Linked DNA regions of Mus musculus: region 1 is linked to region 2. Evidence: chromatin contacts called from public Hi-C data. All regions are on one chromosome and are shown on one strand. Each heading gives the region's core, a stretch centred on a gene start, on an enhancer-like site or on the middle of the called end of the contact. The rest is flanking DNA. Distances are from core to core; before and after follow the strand shown. Region 1 overlaps Scara5 (scavenger receptor class A, member 5). Region 2 holds the start of Scara5 (scavenger receptor class A, member 5).

Region 1 (3,156 bases), core at 168-2,667, 38 kb after region 2:
CTATAGTGTCATCTCCATTCACAGGTGAGAAGTTGGAAGCCCAGTGAGGGCCATAGTTTCCACAGAAGATGATAATCCATCCAGGGAAATGGACATAAGAGTTGGTTCAGGGTGAAGTGCCTGCCATACAAATGTGAGGACCCAAGTTCAGCTCCTCAGCACCCACATGAAAGCCTAGATGTGACAGGATGTCCTTGTAACCCCTGTGATGAGGACAGAGGGACAGGAGGATGTGGAAGGTTCACTGACATACAGCCATTAAGTGAGCTCCAAGTTCAGCCAGAGACCCTGTCTCAAAAACTGAGGTGGAAAATAATACAGGGAGACACTTGACATGACTTCTAGCCTTTACAGGCACATACAACCATACATACCTGCCTATCACACACATATACACACACATCACCACCAACAATAACAAAATTAGGTGCACAAGGGTTCAACCGATTTAAATGGCTCTAGCGGTTGGGAAAGGGGCTGGGGTTCACCCTGTTCCTAGCTCAAAGCCTGTCCTACAAGCTCCCGTTGTCCAGTCATGATTTATTCCTGGCCTCCACAAAAGCAATGTAGACCAATTGAACCTAAAAACCTGGGCCAGGCAGAGCTCTGCCCACACGTGATTATATCAAGCCAGACCTCAGGTCTTACTGGATTCTTAATAAGTATGGGACTTGGGGTGGGGATGACTCAGCCAGAAGTGATTGACATGGGGGTGATTTTCCCGCATAGAAGCAAGCACCAAGCCAATTCTCTGTTCCCTTCATTTGGGCCCTGTGCATACAGCTGGGCATGTAGGTTTTTATGAGGTCTGTTTTATGGCACTTGCTCATACACAGATGTGCAGAGGTATCACAGTACCACAGTGAAGCTGCGAAGCAAAACACACAAGCTCTCAGGGATGGCCTTTCAAATTTCCTTGATAAAACGGCTTTATGGAAATGTTCCCATTCCCTCCCATTGCCTGTTGCTTCCCATTTAACTAGACATCTGGGGCTGGGATAACTTTTTCCCCCTCTTGGCTTTGGTGCGTGTGCAGCAGCTGGAGATGCCTGCTCTCAGCTGTTTGTTTTTCTTCCTAGGAGAGGGGCTTGGAAATGTTACCTCCACACACACCAAAGCCCATGGGAAGGGGTAGTTTTGAGGAAGTCCCCAACTACACAAAGCCCAAGCTTGTGGTACTTACTGGGCAGAGGGGCTAGCCTAGCCTTTGGACAAGCTCGTAGAACAAGCCCAACCCAGACCCACTACCTCTTTATTTGATGGAAGAAAGGATAAGAGGAGATGAAGAATGAAGACTCTAGCTGATGGGCTCAGAGCCAGGTCCCCAAATTTCAATTGTGAAAGCTGAGCTGGGCCTTCATGGGGTCCCTCCCAGCTGGCCCATCCATCATGTGGACTTGGGTGGGACCGGGCGGACACTGAGTAATCGCTTGCCTGGAGAACTTGCCTGACTCTAGCCAGACTCTCCCTCAAGTTGCCTCCATCATCCCTGGGGTTGAATCTCAAGAACCAGACTGAAACTCAGTCCATCTTCCCACCCTCCACCCTACTCAACACCCCTCTTAAATTACCCTTTGGAATCATTTCATTGTGGGAAAATGCGTGGCAGAAAATCTACCCTCATAACCATTTTAAGTGTGCAGATTTCTTTCCTTTCCTTTCTTCTTTCTTTCCTTTTTCTTTCCTTTCTTTCCCTCTCTCTTTCTTTCTCTTTCTTCCTTCCCTCCCTCCCTCCCTCTTTCTTTCGTTCGTTCGTTCTTTCTTTCTTTCTCTCTCTCTCTCTTTCTTCTTCTTTTCTTTCTTACCCCCCCCCCCTTTCTTTCTTTTTTTTGCTGAAACAGGGTCTCTCTGTGTTGGTCTGCTTGGCCTGGAACTCATTATGTAAATGAGGCTGGTCTTGAACTCACAGATCTGCCTGCCTCTGCCTCATAAGTTCTGGGATCAAAGGCATGTGTCACCACACCCAATTATTTAAGTGCATGGTTTAATGACATTGCGTGTAACCATATTGCTGTGTGACCAAGCCACCAGCTGTAGCTCCAGAACCCTTTTCAGCAATTCAAGGGGGAACTGTGTTCATCAAGCATTCACCCCATCTCACTCCTGCTAGTCCCTGACCTTTCCATCTACTTCTTGTGACTACATGGGGTACCTCCTGCAGGTGGGAATCTGTCCTGTTTGTGATTTTTCTGAAAGTATTCAAGGCCCATCAAATGTAGGCTGGCATGTGAGGTTGCTTCTGAGTTCTAACAAATACTGATGTCAATGAGAGTGTAAACTAGTCTGCTAGAGTTTCTGCTATCCATTTCCCCCACTGTTCACGTGTGTGTCATGCATGGTGTAGTATGTGTGCATGTGGTGTGTGGAATGTGTGTGGTGTGTATATGATGGGGGACATGGGATATGTGGTGTGTGTGGTGTATATGTGTGTGTGTGTGTGTTTGTGTGTATGGTGTGTGGTGTGAATGTGTGGTGTGATATGTGTGTATGGTGTGATATGTATGTAGTGTGTGTATGTGATGGGGTATGGTATTTGTGGTATGTGTGGTATATATGGTATGTGTTTGTGTGTGTGGTATGTGTGATGTATATGTGTAAGATAAGAGAGGGGGATATGGTATGTATGGTGTGTGGCATGTATGCTATGTGTATGCATCTTTGCATGTGTGTAGGCACATGTGTGTGGATTAGGAAACTCTTTCACTCCCCCTTAACCTTTTTCACTTCCCTCAAGGCTTTCTCTGAATATGAGGTCTACAGTGCTGGGCTCTGGGACTTCAACAGTTGAGCTTTGGTCAGTAGGTGATTAGGTCAAATTCCCTCTACAGCTCAAACATATCAGCACCACCTGGGTCCGTGAGAACCCACTCAGCATCCTGTGCTTTGGATCGGTGACTTTCAAGAGCAACAGCTTCTGTTTCATCCTGTGCTCGTGTGCATTTGCTTACTAGCGCCGCTCGTGCCTTTCCATGGTATTATGTAAGAGCCTTCAGGGTTCTCATATTGAGGGCTTTAGCAGAGTCCCTCTACTTAGTGTGTTAGGATTTAATTTTTCTTAATTGCCCATTCATGACTATCCAGGTCTTCACAAACTGCAGATGAGCGACGGATGACTCCCACCACACCCCCCACTATGCATCTCTGCTCTTTTGAATT
Region 2 (3,080 bases), core at 572-3,071:
CACCTACTTCACATGACTGTTAAGATGTGCACAACGTCCCTCCCTGAATTAACAGTATCCAAATCTGCAGAGCGAAGCTGACTATAGATCAAAACTATTTTTTTAAGTAATCGGGGTTTGTACTGAATAATAAAATGTATCCTTACCCTAGTTCTCAAAATTCTACAGTATGATAGCTGTTCACAATAACATTTACATTGTGTTGGGTAGACTACATAACCTGGAGATGGTTTAGAGTAGACTGGACGCTGTGCAGGGCCATAAAGATGCAAACACCTTGATGTTTTATGCTGAGCATCTAAATGCCTGAGGTTTTGGCGTCCATGAAAGGGTCCTGAAACCAACCTCAGGAGGATATCAAGAAACAAGTATATAGGTATTCGAAAAATATTTGAAGTAGTGCATGCATTATCTGCATGTATAGTAAATAATATCATAAAGTGCCCCTTTCTTCTCTTCCTCCTTCTCTTCCTCTTACTCCTCCTTATACAAGACTGCTTTTTTCTTCCTGTAAAGCAGTGTCCTGCAGAAGCTGCCTCTGGGCACAGTTAGGAGGGTGGTCCCTGAAGATGACTAAAGCTCTTCTAAGTAGTCAGCTGAGGGTTGGCAGCTGTACTGTGGGGTGGGCAGAGTTGAGTTTGGCAGACTCTCCTGTTAGAAATCTGACCTTGAAACCCTGTTCTTGTGTTTAGCCAACAAACAGGAACTTATTTATGAATGCTAGCTTCTGCACACTTCGGTCCAGACCCATCATCTGATCTATCTAGTTGTGGCTCACACTGGGTTCTTGGGGGAGGGAGGGAGGGAGGGTATGTCTCTCTGATAGTCTTTCTCTTCCCACTGTTCTCATCTGAATTCATTGCTTCTTTAACACCTGCTTGAATCTCTTTTTAATCCTTCCAATTTGTGTTTAATTTTATTGTGTGTATCTGTATGTGTGTACATGTGTACAAGTGTATGGGGGGAGGGGACTGAAGTCAAATTCTGATGTCGTTCTATATTGAGGGTTTTTAATACAGAGTTCCCTTGCTGGTCTGGAACTCACCAAACAAGCTAGCTTTCCAGCCAGTGAGCCCAGCAATCGTCCTGTCCACAGCTCCCCAGCACTGGAGTCACAGTGTGTGCCACCACGCCATCTTTTTTTATGTGGGGGCTGGGGATCGAGCTCGGGTCCTGCTTGAGAGGTCAGGGTCCTGTGGATTCCACTATCGCCCACCCTAGTGTATCTCCTTTTTAAAAAAAAAAAAAACAAGGTAATTGTTTGTGTTGAGGTTTCCAGTCCTTTGAGGTCCAGTCAGACTTCCAACCAGAGGGCTTCTCCCAGGCCCGTTCTCTCGTGCCTCATGCAGTCTTTGTGCTCCACAGACACTGGCATTGTTACTGAATTGTGTTGATCTTGACTTCGGAAGTTCTTTCAGAGCCCACCACCCCCACCCCAGACTTTATTCTAAATAGCACCAGTGTGTGAATTGTCCAAGTCCTTTGGGAGTGGATGTAACTTCAGGAAATGCCAAATTTGCTGAATGAATTGAGAAACGCCAGTTCCGTGCTACAATAAATTTTACAAGACTTGCTTCCTTGGGTGTGTCACAAACCAGGTCTAGCCGCCATTTTCTCAGAAGCTGTCCAAAAAGTATTTTGAGCAAGGCCTTTAACACAATCACTGAGTCCCAAAGCCAAGGGCTGGAATGCTGTGCAGAGAGTTGTAAGTCTGAGGATGGCCACAAGGGGGCAGGCGTAGTCCAAACTCCCTCTAGAAGTTGCTTTTAGAACTTTTTTTTTTTTTTAAATAAAGACTGGAGGTTGGAGCACCTCCCACCCAGTCAGTACCTAGCAGAGCTGTGGGTGACTCCACAGAATATCTCCGGATCGCTTTCTGAGGCTGACCGACGCTGCACCAAGACAAGGAGTCCCACGTGCAGACCTGTTATTCAGCCACTTTGTTGAACGGATCCTCCCATAGAAGTGACTCTGTGGCCCTGGCCTAAATCACTAGGTGACCCTGAAGACTCTTTCTATATGACTCCATCTGGATTTGGCTGGCTGTGGGTACAAGCTTCAAGGGACTTTCTGGGTCTTCGTGGGGCAGCAGTCAGCTCTCTGGCTACCATGGCAATCGCTGGGAACTGAAGGGACAGGGCCCAGCCTCAGCACGGGGCATACAGGTGAGTTTTGACATTTTGACCTAGAAGCTTGGGGTAATGGTGTCCCAAGGGCAGATGGAGGAAGCGGTGTGCTGGTGAAGCTGAGAGTTGGGAAGTCCTGCTGACAGAGGACCTGGAGTTGCAGGCCTCCAGGTGGGAGGGTACGAGGGATCTGAGCCTGTAGACACACAGGGGCCCCAGGACTCAGTTACTAGAGCTGTAGTGTGTGAGCCCGCATCCAGATGCCAGAGGGATGCTATGGCTTCAGTGGCATCTCTGGCTGTCTTATGTCACAGCTCCAGAGCCTATTCAGGGAGTAAATGCATGTGCACAGTATGCAGTGCGCATGGGCGCATGTGTGGGTGCATGCATGGGTGCATGTGCATGCATTGTGCGTGGGCATGTGTATGTGTGTAAACACACCAGGGTGGGACAAATGAAGCAGGAGGTTATTAGTGAAGCATCTGGGCCTCTCTAACTGTGAGTTGGGACCCGGTGAACTGATGAATCCAGTTAGAAAAATAACAGGTTTAAGACCTATCTAGTAACTTTTTCTTGGGGGCCAAATTTGCAGTGACTTTATTTGGTTTAAATGAGTTTTAGAACCCAGGCAGTCCAAAGAGAAGCTGTAAGCCCTGCCAAGTGAGAGACCAGAGTCCACGGAAAAAGATTCAGAGTCGCAAGTGAGGCCCCTGATCTAGCTCCCTGCCTCAGCAGGAGTTTAGCCCTTTTGGTGCTCCCAGAGAAACTTCCAGAACCAGGGTTCAAACCTCAGTCTTAAGCCACTTTTGAGGTTGCTTTTTTGTGAAGGGAACCCCCACACAACTTCATTTCTGGGACTTTTTGAGCAATGGGGAGTCCTCAGGACTCTGAGATCCCCATCTGCTGAGGAAGAAAGAATTTTACAGTCTTTGACTGTCCCCTGTCTTGCATGGC

What was found. A called contact is a pair of places that touch in the nucleus more often than the background predicts.
Region 1: a contact with region 2 is called in a Hi-C map of uterus, with 2.5 times the contacts expected there. The contact joins the enhancer-like site here to the promoter of Scara5 in region 2. A contact is called at or near these places in 2 of 39 promoter capture datasets (embryonic stem cells and epiblast stem cells), 7 of 484 Hi-C or Micro-C datasets (embryonic fibroblasts, liver, neural progenitor cells and 1 more), 2 of 115 datasets of contacts at active chromatin or transcription factors (embryonic fibroblasts and embryonic stem cells) and 3 of 9 other capture datasets (adipose tissue, liver and pancreatic islet).

What each region holds. Positions count from the first base shown.
Region 1 is chr14:65,703,089-65,706,244 of GRCm38.p6, forward strand. All of the region lies in intron 3 of Scara5 (scavenger receptor class A, member 5), which reads left to right. Among named protein-coding and RNA genes, the nearest start is that of Scara5, 38 kb to the left of the region's middle. Within about 2 kb of position 1,418, at least 19 of the 459 cell types and tissues checked have an H3K27ac peak or open chromatin away from gene starts, as enhancers often do. A contact at or near this core is called in adipose tissue and uterus, where this site is marked.
Region 2 is chr14:65,664,582-65,667,661 of GRCm38.p6, forward strand. Scara5 (scavenger receptor class A, member 5) reads left to right here and starts at 1,822. Exons shown (of 9, transcript NM_028903.2): 1 at 1,822-2,165.